3 separate regions of the Sus scrofa genome follow, and all the other regions are linked to region 1. Evidence: chromatin contacts called from public HiChIP or PLAC-seq and promoter capture Hi-C data. All regions are on one chromosome and are shown on one strand. Each heading gives the region's core, a stretch centred on a gene start, on an enhancer-like site or on the middle of the called end of the contact. The rest is flanking DNA. Distances are from core to core; before and after follow the strand shown.

The links. Promoter capture Hi-C pulls out the DNA fragments that hold promoters and counts their contacts. HiChIP or PLAC-seq counts read pairs in DNA pulled down with a chosen protein or histone mark.
Region 2: a promoter capture Hi-C map of liver shows a contact between it and region 1, with 9 times the contacts expected there. The contact joins the promoter of RSG1 here to the promoter of ZBTB17 in region 1. A contact is called at or near these places in 1 of 5 promoter capture datasets (liver) and 2 of 47 Hi-C or Micro-C datasets (liver and skeletal muscle).
Region 3: an H3K27ac HiChIP or PLAC-seq map of skeletal muscle shows a contact between it and region 1. The contact joins the promoter of SPEN here to the promoter of ZBTB17 in region 1. A contact is called at or near these places in 2 of 5 promoter capture datasets (fetal liver and liver), 1 of 47 Hi-C or Micro-C datasets (heart right ventricle) and 2 of 2 datasets of contacts at active chromatin or transcription factors (alveolar macrophages and skeletal muscle).

The regions. Positions count from the first base shown.
Region 1 is chr6:75,141,961-75,145,846 of Sscrofa11.1, forward strand. ZBTB17 (zinc finger and BTB domain-containing protein 17) reads right to left here and starts at 2,143. Exons shown (of 16, transcript XM_021095398.1): 1 at 1,994-2,143.
Region 2 is chr6:75,348,428-75,352,313 of Sscrofa11.1, forward strand. RSG1 (REM2- and Rab-like small GTPase 1) reads right to left here and starts at 2,117. Exons shown (of 6, transcript XM_013999005.2): 1 at 1,528-2,117; 2 at 960-1,073. The coding sequence starts at 1,071. All of the region lies in intron 2 of LOC110261103 (a long non-coding RNA gene), which reads left to right.
Region 3 is chr6:75,013,722-75,017,607 of Sscrofa11.1, forward strand. SPEN (msx2-interacting protein) reads left to right here and starts at 1,844. Exons shown (of 16, transcript XM_021095393.1): 1 at 1,844-2,252. The coding sequence starts at 2,170.

The sequences.
Region 1 (3,886 bases), core at 893-3,392:
CTGCTAGATCACCTCTGGACAGCTCCACTTGAATGTGTTACAGACACCTACTTGTACCAATGTTCAAAACGAAATTTATCTTCTCTCCTCAAACCTGCTCCCCATCCTGTTCCCTGTCCCACTGAGCAGCTTCACCACCTACCAGTCAAAAACTTGGAGTCAGCCCTCACCCCACCCCCCATCTCTAATACACTCATCTAAGTAATAAACAACTTGGTCAAGTCTACCGCAAAAACAACTCTCTCCACCTTCTGCCTCTTTTCTAACGCAAGGCCACTCTCATTTATCACCAGGATAGTTCTAGTAGCCTCTCAATTGGCCTCCAGGCCCACTCCCTTCAATATATTCTTCACATAGCTAGAGTGGATACATCTAAAATCAGATTCTTTTTTTTTTTTTGCTTTTTAGGGCCACACTGGGGGCACATGGAACTTCCCAGGCTAGCTAGGGGTCGAATTGGAGCCATAGCTGCTGGCCACAGCCACTTGGGATCTGAGCTGCATCTGCAACCCACATCACAGCTCATGGCAATACCGGATCCCTGACCCACTGAGCAAGGCCAGGGATCAAACCTGCAACCTCATGAATACTAGTTTGATTCGTCTGCACTTTGCCACAAAGGGAACCCCTAATTCTTTTATTTATTTATTTATTTATTTATTTTTTTGCTGCACCCTTCGGATGTGGAAGTTCCCAGGATAGGGACTGAACCCACACCACAGCAGCAACTCAAGCTGCTGCAGTGACAACACTGGATCCTTAACTCACTGTGCCACAAGGGAACTCCTAAAATCAGATTCTTAGATGCCCTTCCATTAATCTTAAAATTTCAAGCCCACAGCTAGGTTTAAAAGGCCTCCTGGGACCAGACCACAGACTGCTTCTTTAGTCTTACCTTTCATCTCTGTCTCTAGGCAGAGAACTTAATTATCACAGTGCTCCCCTAGCTTGCTCACCAGTTCTCTCTTCAACTGAGAGTACTCTCCCCCTTTCCTGCCTGCACTCCCCAAGCATTCTTCGGGTCTCGGCTTCCTGGGGGCAGAAACCTCCCTGGATTCACCTAGACTGAGTGAGGTGCCTCCTCTACTCAGTGTTTCCAAAGCAAGAACGTCTCTGCTTTTCTTCCGTTGTATTAGAATTGCCTACGCATCTCTGTGTCACCCACATGAGCCTCTGAGCTCTGGGGGATGATGGTGATCTGAAAAATAACGGCCAAGAACACATAGAGCATTTGCTTTGTGCCAGGAAGCGGTCTCAGCACTTTATACCTATTACCTCATTTAATCTTTATAAGCATTTTAGAAGGCAGAGCTTACTCTCATCTCTGCTTTAAAGATGAGAAAACCGAGGCGGAGAGCAAGAAACTACCGTGTCCCAGGACACAGTTGGCAAGCACAGAGTTAGCATTCAAACCCCAGGTGCCGGGCTCCACAGTTAACACTTTTTAACCACTACTCGAGACTAGATCACTTGCTCTAGCCTCACAACCACCGTCAGGAGAACGAATGAATGAATGAAATAATCTTGTGAGGGGCAGTGGCGACCTCCTGCTCAGCCAGCTCCTCCTAGGCCCTTGTGCCCTTCCGCCCCGCCTGCCAAAGTGAGCTGCCCCCACACCCCCTCACCTCGCGGCAGAACGCCCACCCGCCGCGGCGCGCGGGGTCAAGGGGCGGTGACAGCCGAGCGGCGGGGGCGGAGATGCTACCAGCTGGGGTGTCACCTAGCCTAGAGGCAACTCGCGCTCCCTTCTCCGGGACTGAGGGTCCAGTACGCCTGCCCATTCCCTGCCCGCCTGCCAGGCTGCGCCCCCCCCCGCCCATGTGCCCTGCACCATCCTGCCCTGCGGGGTCTCCTCAGTCCAGATTCCCTTCCCAGTCCACTTTCCTCCCCTCCCCCCACACAACCGTCCCCAGCGTCCTGTCGCGCCCCAACCTCCGCCGCCTCCACCCGACTCCTGAGACTCCCCCGGCCCCGGGTGCTTGCTGACCCTCACCTGCCATGTCCCGGACCCCACCACAGAGGGAGGTGCATCACGGCCGCGAGAAGGCCGGGGACGGCACTTCAGAGCAGACAAAGGGCGCCGCCATGTTAGAGTCGGGCGGAACCGACCTCGCTGGCTTCCCGGCTGCAACTTCCGGCGCATGCGCAGCGGCCGCGCTAGCCGAAGCTCGCAGGCAGCGCAGGCGCGTAGTTATCCAGAAGTTCTGTAATACAGTACTTCGGAGCTTAGAATTGTCCTTATTGTAACTCTTCTTTGGCTTTCTATTCCAAGTATAACAGTAACAGCTTCTATGTGTTCAGCGATTATTGTGTGGCTGGCACTGTGTTAAGCGCCTTGCTGCATTACCTCATTAAATCCTCTTACCAGCATAGGATTTTTTTCTCCCCCTTTTGAACAAGGGAAAACGGAGTCTTAGGGTGAGATGCGCCCGTCCTTCCGCATCTTTCAAGTGGTGGAGCAGAGATGTGAACCTAGTTGTGGCATCAAAGCCGAAGAACCCCGATTATATTTTTCTACTTCTGAGCTAGCAGCCAACCCCGATTATACTTTTCTACTTTTGAGCCCCTTCCCTATCTAGAGGTGGTCCAGGATTAGCCTGGGGGTGAAGAAGGGTGCCAGGAAACAAAACTTTGCCTGCGGACTTGACCAGCCCCTCTGCGGCCTGTTTCCAACTTTTCAGCACCTCCAAGCCTTTGACAGTTCTAACAGTTCCTGGGCTTTCTCCTTTCTTCACTCTGATCCTATTTATTTTTCATGATCTATAATTTTTTTTCAGCATAGCTGGTTTACAGTGTTCTGTCAACTTTCTGCTGTACAGCATGGTGACCCGATTACACATACAGGTAGATTCTTTTTTCTCACATGATCATACTCCATCACAAGTGACCCGACATAGTTCCCAGTGCAATACAGCAAGTGAGCCATAATTTTGACAACACTCTTGCCACAATCCTAAACTCATTTTTGCCCTCTTGTCTTTTTGTCACATGGACTTGGTAAGAGTTTCAGCCTTGGGTGAATCCAACTGCTCCTTTTCCCTTTGCTGGCACCCAAAAAGCCAAACACAAGTGGAGAAGGTACGGAATGGAACAGACTGTTTCCTGCAAATTCATGACTGCCAGCTTTAAGTGGAATTTCAACAGATGTCAGTCTGGCCAATTTACTACTCCCTTCACAATAACTAGAGAAACTAGAAAACTCTGCAGTACTTGACTTCACCCTTTCATTATAGGAAAGTAGTAGCAAATCTGATAGTTCTCCCAATACTAAGCATGCAAATCTACTTCTGAGTCCATCTGTGTTGGATATAGTTAATGGAGACTCAGTATCCATTCCTTCCAGAAATTAAAAGAGTTAAAATTTTAGGGTTTTCTTGGTGGCTCAGTGGGTTAAGTATCCAGCGTTGTCACTGCTGTGGCATGGGTTCGACCCCTGGCCCTGGGAACTTCCATGTGCCATGCGTGGGGCAAAAAAAGTTAGGATTTTATTTCCCAGACTCAGCAGCAGTTAAATTCCCAGATACAGATGGGTTCTTAACAGTAGTTAAGATTTGGAAGGTGGAAGAGAAGGAGTAGCCATTGGCCTGCTGATGTTAGCTGATTTCTACTGGCAAGAAAGATCACGCAAATGTGGGGGGTTACGGCAGTGCGTCGGGGCCAGTCTCCAGCTTCATGAGTGTTCAGAAGCATCTGTCAGATGCTCTGAATGGGAGAACTCGGCGTCCTACTGCCTGGGAACCAGCTTCTCGTCCCACATCTAGATCCATGGAGCCCTGCTGTGGTGACATGTTCTTGAATGCAATAATCCCAGTGTTGGCCTCCATTCTCTATCTTCCTGATTGTTCCAGAAGCCATAGCTCCTAATTGGTGAGATCTATGGTATTCT
Region 2 (3,886 bases), core at 867-3,366, 210 kb after region 1:
ATTTCTTGGGCCGCTCCTGCTGCATATGGTGGTTCCCAGGCTAGGGGTCAAATCGGAGCTGTAGCCACCAGCCTATGCCACAGCCACAGCAATATGGGATCCGAGCCACGTCTGCAATCTACACTACAGCTCATGGCAACGCCGGATCCTTAACCCACTGAGCAAGGGCAGGGATTGAACCTGCAACCTCATGGTTCCTAGTCGGATTCATTAACCACTGAGCCACGATGGGAACTCCTTTATGAATGCTTTTAATTTAAAACTTGTGGAAAAAAACAACCAACCAAAGAAAACAGAGAGTTCTCCCTGTGGCATAATGGGTTAATGATTTAGCTTGTCTCTGGGGCAGTGGGGGAAAAAAAGGAGGAAAAAAAAAAAAAAACAGTCTAAACTGACACATCTATAGGTGTGAGACCTGGAAGCCCTAAAGTACAGGCTGCCCTCTCACTCTGGTCTTAGGCCCCCTGGAGCTTTGCGTCTCCTGGCCAGAGCTGGCCTCATGCTGATGGCCAGGCCCCTTCCTGGGTGAGTTAGTTTCATCCTGAGGACCATGAATGTCTTATCCTGGAGACAGCAGGGCATGGAAGAGTCTTTTCTCTGTACACCCAGGGATCCTGGACAAGCCTGCTATGTGCCGTTGAGACGGTTCAACTGGAGTCCATTGTATAAAGTGCCCAGCAGAGGGCCTGGCACTAGGCGAGGGGCTCAGTCAACAGCCTCTCTGGTGACAGTGGTTCTTGGCAGGGTTTCGGTTGTTTCCATGTTCCTGGCTCTGAGGATGGAATTAGCTCTAAGGAGATTTGGGGGTGGGCTCCGAGGACAGGGGTCCCCAAAGCTGAGGAGTATAGTGGAGCAGGCCCTCATTGCTCTGCTTCTCTGCTTCCCCACAGGGGAGGGACAGGTGACACTATTCTCCCCAGGGAAGGACAGGTGGCAGCCTGGGGGAGGAGGGTGCTTACCAAATACACGCCGGCGGTTCTTGCGCAGGATGCAGGCCAGGTACTCCTTGCCCTCAGCGCTCTCGTGCCAGTCTGGGACAATCACTGAGCCCGGGGTGGGTGGTCTGGCCATGGCTGGGCAACCCAACAGGGAGGGGAGATGGCAGAATGCTGAGAGTAGGAGATGGGAGAGGGCCACTGTCCCAAGCTGTACCTGTGATCCCTCTTCATCTGCCCAGGGACCCTCCAGGAGCCCTAACTCCCTCCTCAGGGGGTGGAGGAGCCCCACTCCTCTTATCCTAATTTTGGTATCCAAGCTCCCTTTCAATATCCTGAGGGGTGACACACCCAGACAGAGCAATTCCATGGCCCTTTTTCCTCTGCACTGCTCCCTGGCCGACAGCCATCCCATTGTTGCCCGGAGAGCTTTAACACACCTCCTCGCTCCCTAGTCCCCCCCTACTGGGGGAGGCGGCCACAGTCGCACAGCCCTGCTTCTCCTCTACCTCCTCGATTCCGACTCCCAAGGCCACCCAGCCCTCACCATCAGCAGTCCCGGCGGGCGAACGGGCCCAAGTGGAGACTGTACCTTTAAAAACTCGTCCCGCTCTCCCGCCCGCCGGGCCTGCTTCCGCCCAGCTTGCAACCAAGCTGCAACTAGCTTCAGCTCCCGCTGCCCTCCCTGGCGCGCGTGCAGGAGGCGCATGTGCGGTGCTGTTGTCATGGAGACGTCGGGGGCGGGGTTGGGCTGCCGGGTGGCCCGCAGGGCTGGTCTCTCCTAAATTTGCTGCTACCACCTCGCAGAGACACGCTGAACAAGGACCCTCCCCCCGTGGGCCCTTCGGCCTATCCTCTTCTCCATTGCTCAGTCTGGGCCCCAGTCTTTCCTCCAAAACTTGATCAATCCCCCTTCTCCAGGAGCCTTCCCTGCCTCTTTGTGCCCCAGTTTCGTCTTCTATAAAGTGGAGGTAAAATACTACTACTTCCTAGGGTTCTTTACAGCAATGCCTGGTCCACAGCAGTGCTCAGTAAGTTTACTTATTATTAATCCTGCTCAGTAGGAACTTGAGGTGAATTAAACAACTATGGCGAAAACAAAAACAAAAAAAAACAAAACTATGGCTTCACAGATGGGAGGAAAAGCTGCTGAGAGAGGTCAAGGGATTTGCTCAGGTTCTTAAAAATGAATCAGAGGCCTTCCAGTCACTGATGGATGGATTGATTGATTGATGTCACTCATTCGACAAGTAACTTATGAGCCCCTACTGCGGGCCTGGCCTTTTCCAGCTGCTGGGAAGGCAACGGCAGCAAAAAGTCACCACGCTCCTGGAGCTGATGTTTCAGCACTGAGCCCCTCTCCACTGTTCCAACACTGGGCATGGGGCCTGTTCGTTACTCAGAAGATGGGTGCTCAGTAAATGCCTGGTAGTTGGACAGGATGCAGGTGGCTCATTACTGAGAGGTTGTCTGTTACACTTAATTTTTATCAGTATTTTCTTGCCATACCTTCAAGTAGGGCAAATCACTGTTTTGTAAGGAATAATCTAGAAGTTAACCCTTATTGAAGGCCAGTTTAGTTACTGCCAGCCGGTGGGGGCTCTACAGAGGTTAGCTCATTTAATTCTAGAAACACACCCATGGAGGACCTATTATCCCTCGTTTCTTTCATAGATGGGGAAATTCAGAGATGATGTGATTGTCTGACGTCACCACAAACATGGTCAGTGGGAAAACGAGACTCAGAACCCAGGGTTTTGGATTCTGAAGGACATCTCTGTTTGGTCAGATTGGGTCTTCTGTGATTTTTTTTTTTTTTTTTTTTTGTCCTTTTAGGACCGCACCTGTGGCAATTGGGGTTCCTAGGCTAGGGGTCTAATCGGAGCTATAGCCGCCAGCCTACGCCACAGCCATAGCAACTTGGGATCTGAGCCGCGTCTGCCACCTACACCACAGCTCACGGCAACGCCGGATCGTTAACCCACTGAGCAAGGCTAGGGATCGAACCCCAAACCTTATGGTTCCTAGTCGGATGCATTAACTACTGAGCCACGACGAACTCCTGGGTCTTTTGTTTTTTTAAGGCCACATCCAAGGCATATGTCAGTTCCTGGGCCAGGGATTCAATCCAAGCCATAGCTGCAGCAACACCAGATCCTTTAACCCACTGTGCCCAGCCGAGGAATCAAACCCTCACCTCTTCAGCAACCCAAGCCACTAAAGTCAGATTCTTAACCCACTGCACCACAGCAGGAACCCGGGTTTTGTGTTTTTAAAACTTGCCCCCAGGAGTTCCCATTGTGGCGCAGTGGAAACGAATTCCACTAGGAACCTTGAGGTTGCAGGTTCAATCCCTGGCCCCCCTCATGGCTCAGCAGTTAACAAAGCTGACTAGGAGCCAAGAGGATGCGGGTTTGATCTCTGGCCTCACTCAGTGGGTTAAGGATCTGGTGTTGCTGTGAGCTGTGGTGTAGGTCGTAGATGCAACTTGGATCCCGAGTTGCAGCGGCTGTGCTGTAGGCTGGCAGCTGTAGCTCCAATTTGACCCCTAGCCTGGGAACTTCCATATGCTGTGAGTGGAGCTCTAAAAAGCCAAAAAGAAAAAAAAAGAAAAAAGAAAAGAAAAAAACCCATTCCTACAGGATTCTTCGACTGAGCAGGGCCCTGTAGGGCTCCTGGGCACATAAGCCTTTCTGTGCCTCCATTTCTTGTTTTTAGGGAAAAAGCTTTAGCCTCCAAGACCTTCCTGAGTTCCAGAGGGCAGGTTCAAACAGTTGCTAATCAGGAAAGGGGGGTGGGGGTGGGGGAGAGGATGCAGAGACAAAGGAGGAGCAGTCAAGAAACCATGGTGCAGTCTTGGGACAGGGTCCTGGTTCCTCTTCAAGGGATATACATAACAAGATCTTCTGCAGAATTAAACCCCCCAACAACTGAAAACTAGAGAGGAGGAC
Region 3 (3,886 bases), core at 594-3,093, 130 kb before region 1:
TTCTAACTTTTCTGGACCACCTCTTTCTGTTTCTCCCTCTTACTGACTCCACCCCATTAAAAAAAAATGTGTATTGAATGATAATATAAACATAAGCCAGAAAAATAGCAAACAAACACAAAAAACCAAACAGTTAAATTACCTGGCTCAGAATCTAGAATGTTTAGAGGTAAATTGTCAGAATTCCAAAAATAATTTCAATAGATGGTAAGGTTATCCCCTGAGCTCTGCACATCTTTGTACTATATTTGTTGCAAATGTGTAAGACAGGGGCTTGCTTAGCCTTCTGACATCCTGAGAGAGTAGGGAAGAGAAATGGTCTTGATTGCACCTGCTGAGATCAAGTTTAAGTACAGTATAAACTATGAAACCAAACATGGGAAGTTGACATGACTCTCAGTTTTATACTCTCTTTGACAAGTGATTACGAATCTTATGTTAGGAGTTTCTGTTGTGGCACAGTGGTTATCGAATCCGACTAGAAACCATGGGGTTGTGGGTTCAATCCCTGGCCTTACTCAGTGGATTAACGATCCAGCGTTGCGGTGAGCTGTGATGTAGGTCACAGACTCGGCTCAGATCTCGCGCTGCAGTAGCTCTGGCGTAGGCCGGTGGCTATAACTCCGATTGGACCCCTAGCCTGGGAACCTCCATATGGCGCGGGAGAGGCCCTAGAAAAGGCAAAAAGACAAAAAAAAATCTTATGTTAGACTATATGGTGGAAAAAAAAAATACTTAGAGCTTTACCATCTATGGAATAAAAGAAACAATTATGCACAGGAGACCTCTGGTATTAGTGCCGTTTATTAGGCTGGCCATATTTTCCAATTCACAATAGTGGTTTGATGATAAGTTGGCTTGTATTTAAAAGCACAATGAATGAAATTGAATATTTAAAATCTGGTCTTTACCTGAAGCACTATACTTCTGATGTTTTATTTCTATAGATTAAAAATGGAAAAGAAAATTGAGTTGCTGACTGTTCTAAACAGCTCCGTTTTTCTGGACTCAATACCGTTTCCTTAATTTTGTGAGTTTTCCCCGGGATTCTGTAAACTAAAAAGTTTAACTGTAGGCTTTAAAATGTAAAAGCCCTTAGGCCTGGAAAGGCTTGGAGGAGGTCTAACTTGCTCCTCCACTTAGATATTAAATTATAGTAAATCCGCTGAGAGTAACACTATCGGACATGTAACCGTCTCATTTCAGTTCTATTCCTGGTATACCGTAGCGATCAACAAAGAGATCTTGCAAACGGTTTCGCAAGATCCTATATAAAATAAAGTTGCTTAATGTTACAAGCTAATGATTCTTGGGAGGGATGGGTTTCTGAAGCCGTCACAGCTTAGCTGGGCGGTGAAAAAGGCCGGCCTTGTTCTGACACTTTCCCAAGCAGGCGCAGATCCAAATGCCCGGAAATGGCCAGAAGCTGGCCAAAGGGTGACCAGGGGAATGGGTTCTGGCTTCTCCTAGGAGTAGCCTTGACAGCCGCTTTGATACCAACCCTCTTTCTCTCTTTTCTTCCCCCAGGCCGGCGCCTGGGACCCCTGCTCCAGGGTCTGGAGGCTGTCTCGGCCTCCGCACGCGCGGCGCCCCAAGCCTGACGGAGTGCCCGCCCCGCGGCCGGCTCCCCGCACGGCTGCGCGCCTGCGCACCGGGACCAAGCGCGCGAGCGTTCCTTCCTGGCTCTGCGTTCCTCCCTCTTCCGCGCGCCTGCGCGCCGGCTGGGAGGAACTCGGTGACTCGGCCTCAGCCGGCGGTCGGGCCGACGCGCGCGCGCCCGCGGTGAGGGGGGCGGGCCGCGCGCGCCGGTGGGAAGCGTCCGGCTGCCACAGCGCCAGCTCCGTCGTAGTCGCTGCCGCCTGGGTCCCGCTCGCCCCTCCTCCCCGCTCCCCCGCCCGCCGCGGCCCGGGCGCATGCGCCGCCGGAGCGCGAGGGTCGGCTTCGGGTGTGTGGTGGCGGCAGAGCCGAGCTGCGAGGCCCGAGAGTCAGAACCTGGGGGAGAGGGATGGTCTCTGCACGGGGGGGAGCCGGAGGAGCCGCCGCCGCTGCCGACGCCACCGCCGCAGCCGCCGCCGCCGCCGCCTCGGCGCCCGCCTCCCGGCGCTGACGGGCTCGTACGAAGCCGGCGAGGGGGAACCCGCACCAGCGGTCGCCGGCACACCGCCCAGCATGGTCCGGGAAACCAGACACCTCTGGGTGGGCAACTTACCAGAGAATGTGCGGGAAGAGAAGATCATCGAGCACTTCAAACGGTGAGTGACACGAGGCCCCGGGCCGCGCTCTCTCCTCGGACGCTAATGCCCCTCCGGCCCGTTGCCCGCCCCTCCCCGTGCGCGGAACTGGTGAGGGGACCCGGGCCAGACCCACGGACCGGTGCGGGGAGCGCGCGGCTGCCTGGACGCCGCTCGGCCCGCGTCGCGGCGTTGGGCCTCGGCGGCGGCAGAGCGGGCCCGGCTGCCTCCGTCCCCCTTCCCGATAAGGAGGCGGCTGTGGCTCGGCCTCTGCGAAGCCGGCTCCGGGAGGGTGCCCTCAGGCTGGCGAGGCGGCGGTGGGGTCGCGTCCTTGCGCGCCGCTGCCCGGGCTCCAAGCGGCTGCCCGCGCCGGCCCGGCCAACACTGTGGAACCGAGCCGCCGGCGGGCTGGGACCCGAACCCCTACCCCGCCCCGGGCCGGGCAACTCCGGAGTCCCGCAGCAACTCCCGCTCCTCGCCCTGCGGACGCGTGGACATGTCTGACCTAGAGAGGGTTTTGTGTGAGAGGAAAGGTTATGCAAAAACAGAAGTCTGGGTAGGTGATGCAGGGACATCTCGGAAGTGCTGAGACACTACTGGACTCTAGGGATCTCTCACGGAAGGTTTACAGACCTAGAAACTAATTGGAAACGGCCAACGCCAGCGTTTTGGTTTTTACCCTTGTTTTTGCGGGGTTGGGTGGAGGATGGTGTCTGAAAATAAGTTGGTGCGTCTGTTTGGGCTCTTTCGCCTGCCTTCCTCCAGCCCGCTGGGGTCTCTGGGCCAGGAGGCTGGTGGGGACTGAGTGTTTGCGCTGGAAGAGCCACCTCCTGCAGCAGGGTCCCCGCCTCGCCGGCGCTCGCCAGCCTCGCGGTCTCCGCTGCCGCTGCCGCGCCGGCGTTCACTGCGAGGAGCCTTCTTTAAAAGGACGGCGTTTCCCTCCCGCCCAGAATCCCTTAATCAGTGGTTTTAAAAATGCAAGCTTAGACTAGAAGATGTAGATCTTTTAAAAAGCTTCTTCCCAGAATATATATATATATATATATATATATATATTCATATTTGTTCACGCGATAGTGGGAATAAGCGTTCTTGATACATTTTACCTATTTAGTAGCTTTTAGCATTGTTTTTATTTTGTGGAATCTATGTGTGCCATAGCCGATAGAGCCCTCTCTCAATGTGAAATACCGAAAACGGCGGTTTACTTACACCGGTGTAAAAGGAGAAGGACTGTAGCAAATCTGTCAGTGTCCTCGAAAATTACTGTTTCTTCCGATAATCAAGACCTCTGAAGGTTTTAAGTTTGGTTTACTCTTAATTCCTCTTACTATCTACTGAGTGAAGGAAACTATGGAGCGCCCTTATTAGTGAGTCACCATGGGAAAAATAGATTGCGTCGCTTGCTCTTGAGCAGCTTGGATAAGGAAATGGAAGCAGCGACAGCGGAGCTCCGCTCTTTCAAATGGAGGATCATTGATTCTGTTGGTGGTTGCTGTTACTGGGGTATTAAATCTTCACTGCTGGAGCGCGCGTCTGCGCGTGTCCGCGTGTGAAAAGGAGCCGGGAATAGTGAGGCCATTCATAACCCGCCGAAGCTGTCCTCGGCGGGGCTGGGGAGGCGCGCTCCCAGGGACTCCTGGTGTTTACTACGT